Regions from separate parts of the Mus musculus genome. Here region 2 is linked to region 1. The links are chromatin contacts, called in public HiChIP or PLAC-seq maps. All regions are on one chromosome and are shown on one strand. Each heading gives the region's core, a stretch centred on a gene start, on an enhancer-like site or on the middle of the called end of the contact. The rest is flanking DNA. Distances are from core to core; before and after follow the strand shown. Region 1 overlaps Gm16086 (a long non-coding RNA gene). Region 2 has its middle 35 kb from the start of Gm33341.

Evidence for each region. HiChIP or PLAC-seq counts read pairs in DNA pulled down with a chosen protein or histone mark.
Region 2: an H3K4me3 HiChIP or PLAC-seq map of embryonic basal ganglia shows a contact between it and region 1, with 4 times the contacts expected there. The contact joins two enhancer-like sites. A contact is called at or near these places in 1 of 484 Hi-C or Micro-C datasets (CD8 T cells) and 1 of 115 datasets of contacts at active chromatin or transcription factors (embryonic basal ganglia).

The regions. Positions count from the first base shown.
Region 1 is chr12:107,084,595-107,087,664 of GRCm38.p6, reverse strand. It overlaps Gm16086 (a long non-coding RNA gene), which reads left to right. Exons shown (of 5, transcript XR_381903.3): 2 at 2,826-2,954. Among named protein-coding and RNA genes, the nearest start is that of Gm16086, 14 kb to the left of the region's middle. Within about 2 kb of position 1,819, at least 42 of the 459 cell types and tissues checked have an H3K27ac peak or open chromatin away from gene starts, as enhancers often do. A contact at or near this core is called in embryonic basal ganglia, where this site is marked.
Region 2 is chr12:107,857,473-107,860,370 of GRCm38.p6, reverse strand. No RefSeq gene overlaps it. Among named protein-coding and RNA genes, the nearest start is that of Gm33341, 35 kb to the right of the region's middle. Within about 2 kb of position 1,345, at least 12 of the 459 cell types and tissues checked have an H3K27ac peak or open chromatin away from gene starts, as enhancers often do. A contact at or near this core is called in embryonic basal ganglia, where this site is marked.

The DNA.
Region 1 (3,070 bases), core at 570-3,069:
TCAGGGGAACCCCGAGTTTATTGCCAGCTGCAGTGGAAAAGCATTGCTTTGAATTTTTTTCCCTACCTAATTGTCAAAACTGAATAATATTATCAGCTTTTTTTTTTTCATCCTTTGAGTATTTTTCTAATAAGAAAGCACAGAGATACACAGCAAATAAAAGCGTAAGATTCCAGGATGCAGTGCAATCATGCAAAATGACTTTCATATCAGTTTGATAAGCAGCTGAAATTTAATAACTACATCCCTCCTATGGTGCTGGATGAAAGTCTAATACTTTCTGCTTTGGGTTCTTTCTTCTGCAAGATGCTATTCAGGACTGTAGCTGAGGCTTTTATAGTCAGAGAGATGAGAGGTTCAGTGGATTAAACAAAGCCTTGAGAGGCTGGGCCAAGCCCCAGCCAGGCCAAAACACAGTGGCTTAGAAGCTGAACTAAAGCCAAGCCTAAGGCTGCCCATGACTATGGAGAAATGATTCAAGTATCTCCATTAGCTCAAAGTTACAGGTCTGAATCACCCCCCCCCCTGGAAAGCACACCCCCTTGTTAAGAGCTATGAAATAACTGTCTCCAGAATATCTTTATGCCTTAGCTTAGGGCAAATTATTCATTGGAGGGAGAGGGACAGAGAGAGAGAGAAGGAAGGATGGAAGTAGAGAGAGAGGGAGGAGGAGGAGGAGGAGGAGGAGGAGGAGGAGGAGAAGGAGAAGGGAGAGGGGCATTTGGAGTTGAACAGAGATCCCTCCTAACTTTACAAAAAGAACAGAAATGTGATGTTATATACACTGCGTCTTGGTAGGCAACTTCCGATTGGAAGTCCTCATAGAAGACATCTATCTAAACTTCCTATGTTATGGTTAGGGAAATTACGATTTATTTAATGCTGTGTACCTGTCTTTTAAGGTCTAGTGCAGTTGTTCCAGATTCTTCCAAGGAGTCTTCCATCCCCCGACTCCAAGTCAGAAGGAAACATGCCCAGGGCTCCGAGCATCCGGCTGGCAGTGGCCATAGCCTTCAAGGTGTTATTAGGGATGTCTAACCCTAGAAAAATTGAGGGGCATTTGACGAGATAGTATCCAAACAGGTATGGGGGATGGGTCCCAGGGCGGTATGGTGATACATACTAAGGGATGTTTAGCACTGGGTTGCAGGTGCATAGGGAGAGGCCAGGCCTCCCTGAGCTGGTGGGCTGTCCACAATGGGGTTTGGCTGTCTTGCTCTTCTACTGCCCCCTCCTGGCAGAGTTCCCTGCCAAGGCATGAAGTGGGCTGCTTCTGGCTTGCTTGTCAAAAGGGTGTCAGCTAAGGGGTGGGAAGCCGAAACCCTTTCAAAACAAAGACAGCCGGGCAGATGTGAGCATTGGGAAGGCTAAAGATGCATCTTGGTAATGACTTGAGAGGCGTCCTGGGTGAATCTATATGAGAGAACCCCAGCCGCATGGTGTCCCCACCGTTGCCCCTCTGCTTGCATGGGTGCGGATAGGACCCGTTTAAGATAGGTGTAGACAGGAAGTCCCTCGGTGGAAGAGCATCGGAGCCTGTCATCGCATCCCACTACAGCCTTTAAAAGAAATTCTAACTCCAGATGTCGGCTTAGGGAAATGAATCAATTAGGCAAATGAAGACTTCCCCCATAAATCAGTGGGTGAGAGGCTTGGGTCCAGCCATGGCCCTGGTCCGGGGGATGGGATACTAGACTTGGCCAGGGCCCAGGGAGTGGACACTCCAGCCGTTCTCCACAGCCAGGTGACCCGGATCCCCTCTGCTCTTCTGAAGTTATGTTTACCCCCTTGGGAGCTGGTTTGATTTAGAGAGAGTGCTGTGAGTCTCTCCACCCCCTTTTCCTCAGAAGATAATAAAGCCTCGGGCTTCAGAGTGGGACCCAGTGTAAGCCGGTGTCACTATTCATAAAATAATTGAGTTTACACAAAAAGTGATTTCAGTAATAGCTGGCTTTTTATAAGTATGTACATTTTATTTAAAATTACTGACTCAAAAGGCAAGGTAGAAAAAAAAATCACCTCCAACAACTTCCTGTAATTGCGAATTATTGTGAGGGAAACAGAAGGGAGAGCTTTCGAAATTATGAGCCATTATGCTCAAGAGAGAAAGAGAGAGAGGGAGAGAGAGGAGAGGGAGAGAGAGAGAGAGAGAGGAGAGAGAGGCAGTGGAAGGGGGAAAAAAAGAGACAGCTCGGCTTCATGAAACACAGCTGACAAGCTCGGCTAAATTACCCCCGGACCATTACAAAAATCACTTAATTGCCGAGCATTTTGTTAGGTCAATTGACTCTAATTGAAAAAATAACAAAAAGCTTATTATGCTGCAAATGTGGCCGTGGAAAATGAGTCTTCTGTTAGAAGGAAACAATAATTCTAAATTTCAGCTGCCTCTTACACTGTGAAGTTCACTGTTTCCTTGGGGTAGAACCCACTGTAGCCGAGAAGGAAAGCAGTATGTGTTGATGCCTTTTTCCTTTTCGCCCTCCGCATCTCGGCCTGCTCTTTCTTCCTCTGCCTCGCCTGACCCCTACCCAAACCCACCTTTCATGGCAGAGAGAGCCCCCCACCTCCACCCCTTCTTAAGCAGATACACACAAACCCCCTCTTCACCTCCAGCTCCCTTTTACCAGTGTGAAAAGTTCAGGAGACAAAGGGCTGACTCATGGCAGGGTCCACATCTGTGAACTATCCCATTTCCACCCAGACATCCCATCCCCAGCTCACCTCGGACAGACTCATTTGAGGGTGTCAGGAGCCCCCCAGCCCTGTCTGCCAGGGAGCCGGTCTTTTCTTGCTCTCATTCCTGCCTCTTCTCCCCTTTCCAGCCTGGCTGACAGGAGGCAGCGGAAAACTGAAGACCAGGAGATTTTTCCAAAATGGCCCCCTGACATGCACATCTAAGGCTGGCCCTGATTGACATCAAGTGCAGCAATTAAACCCACCAGCTGATGAAGGTGAAGGCTTACCCATGATTATACATCTTGGGGATGGTTTGGCCAGAGTTGGTGCATTTTAAAAAGCCTACGGACCTCAGCTCCATCGCTGCCCCAATTATAGACTTGAATGGTGG
Region 2 (2,898 bases), core at 96-2,595, 770 kb before region 1:
AGTTAGCAAAAACGTAAAAAACAGGGCCCCACACGCAACTGCTGCTGCCCTCCTCCTCCTCCCCTCCCCTCCTTCTCTTTCTCCCCTCTTCCTCCTTTCTCCTCTCCCTCCTCTTCCTCTTTCTTTTCATCTCCTCCTCCTCCTCTTCATCCTCTTCCTTTTTCTCCTCCTGTTCCTCCTCCCCCTCCTCTTCATCCTCCCCTCCTCCTCTCCTCCTCCTCCTCCTCTCCTCCTTCTCTCCTCCTCCCCTCCCTCCTCCTCTCCGCCCCCCTTTTTCACCCCCACTCAGCTTTGCCATCTGCAGCGCCACCTCCAAGGCTGATGGGAGAGCCCTAAAAGGAAATCAGAGAAGCTTGCCTACAGACGCCTGGAATCCCGGCATTTCTTCTGTTTTCACCCAAGTCTGTGGCCACTGACACTCCTCTTTCACACCGCGGGTGGATAATAAGCCCCCTTCTCAGGCATCAAACTGCTCTTATACATTTTAATGTGACCTTAGACGGCGCTTTTCAGAAATCAGAGGCCCATCTGACTGCACTTGAGTTTGAATTGAGCTAATGGTATTCACCTCATCTTTAGATGCAAAATTGGAAGATAAAAGACCTTGATGTGAATGGGAGGGGAGGGGGGATGCGAGCAGTGGGGGCTGGATGGGTGGCAGGGGGCGGGGGGGGGAGCAGATTAGAGATACTGCTTAAAAAATCATGTGATTGCACGTTGATAACAAATGTCTCCTCTTTCCCCAGCTCCCCACGGGCTCCAGGGGTGTCCTTAACGCTTTTCAGTTTTAATGATAGAATCTCTTTATTTCTGGACCAGGAAAAAAATGCTTCTGCATATGTGTCTGGGAGATATGCTGACCTTTATCAAATCTTACTTTTTTTAAAAAAAAATCAGACGCAACAGTTATTGTAATATACCAGGTTCACAAGATGGAAAAAAACGGAGGTGGGGAGGGAAGGGGTGGGGAGGGAAGGAGTGGGGAGGGAGAAGAATCCGATGTGGCTTAACTTTAATAAAGAACTGTGCTTCCCTTTAAATGGCTGACGGCCGTCGTTCAGGTTTATAAGGGGCGCCTGGGTGATGGGGCACCCTCGGGGTGTCGTCTTAAGACCATCAAGAAAGGCTTTCTGAGTGAGAGCACACTTGGCTGCTGTCTGTGCCTCACTGATTCAGTCCCAGCCCTCACAGGGCACTAGATACTTGAAGGACTCTCAGAAGCACCAGTGGGCGTGACCAGATCAGCCTCGTCCTAAGAAAGAAAGAAGTAAAGAAGTCAGGAGGGATCCCCTGTAACTCAAAGAAAAACAAATGTGTGTCCTCTGGAGGCAGGCTGCCTGATTCCAGTTTTGACCTGCCTGCTGCCTGTCAAAGGCCACAAGAATGCTTCCCGCCACTAAGACTCAGCCACCCCAGGATGGAGGAGGCCAGGTGGGCCATCCATCAGTAGCACACCTGGTCTGCCTAAAGGAGACAGTGGCAGGGAGGGGCTGTGGACATCAGTGGGACCCCAGGGCACCCGGGAGAGTAGATCTGAATTTTGAATTGCTCAGACAGGACCCAGGCCTCTGGGTGCATGCATGCAGGGCGTGTTTATACGGATCGCAGGAGATGGAGTGGTGGGTTGGGCTGGGTTAACCTCTGGACTCCACAGCAGCTGCCTGCATGTGGCAGATGAGTGCTGAGGGGTTGTGGGTCCTGTGTGTAAGTGCCTCTGACTTCCATGGTGGGCCTGCTGGCTCAGATCCAACAGTGAAGGTGCTACAGATAGACTTTGACTTTTAATATGCCTCCGTGTGTGTGCCTGTACATATATGTGTGTGTGCTTGTGTGTGTGTTCTTGTGTGTATATATGCATACGTGTGCTTGTATATGTATTTGTGTGTGCCTGAGTGTGTATGTCTGTGTGCCTGTGTGTGCCTGTGTGCGCAAGTGAACATACATGTGCCAGTCTGTTTATGTGTGTACACACACTGATGCATCCGTGCCTGGGGTCACACATTCACACGTGTGCTTGTGTGTGTAGACACAATCTTGGCTGTTGTTCTTTAGGTACTGTCTACCATGTTTCTTTAAGACAGGGCTTCTCGCTGGCCTGAACTTTCCAAATAGGCTAGGCTGGCAAGCCTCAGGGATATGCTGTCCCAGTCTCTCCGGAAGCACTGGCATTACAATTGCACGCCACCACATCTGGATCTTTAAAAATGGATCTTAGATATTGAACTCAGGCCCTGTGCGGCAGAGCAAGGACAGAACTTACTGATCTATCTGCCTAACCCCTTAATAATTTTATTTTATTTTATTTTTTTAAAGTTGTGAATATACTCACCGTGGCCACTCTGTTCTGGGGACTCCTATCCTTCCTGAGAGTGACCATGCTCTGAATGGCTTCAGACAGGCTGAACCTAACCAGGAGGATTTCTGAGGTCTACTTCCAGCAGAACTTCCTGGTGGCTCTGGCTTAGGATAAGCAGATGGCAATACAGAGTTACTGTAGCTCATGGCATTTGTGTAGTAGAAGGTGACAAGTCCATGTGAGGCAGAGATTTACAAGTGTCCAAAATTTACTCACACTGGGTCCTCAGAACTAACATATACATATATATTCACATACATGTATACACATATGTTCATATGCATATATATATACATGTATGACATATACATAGATATGTATAAATAAGTAGGTAAGTATATATATGCATGTGCATGCATATGCACATATGTATATAGATATACATGTCACACACAATATATGTATATACATATGTCACACACACATATATGTATATATATATATACACACACACACACATGTATGTATATACACACACAAATGTATATATACATGAATGTTTATATGTATACACACACACACACACACATACACACATATAA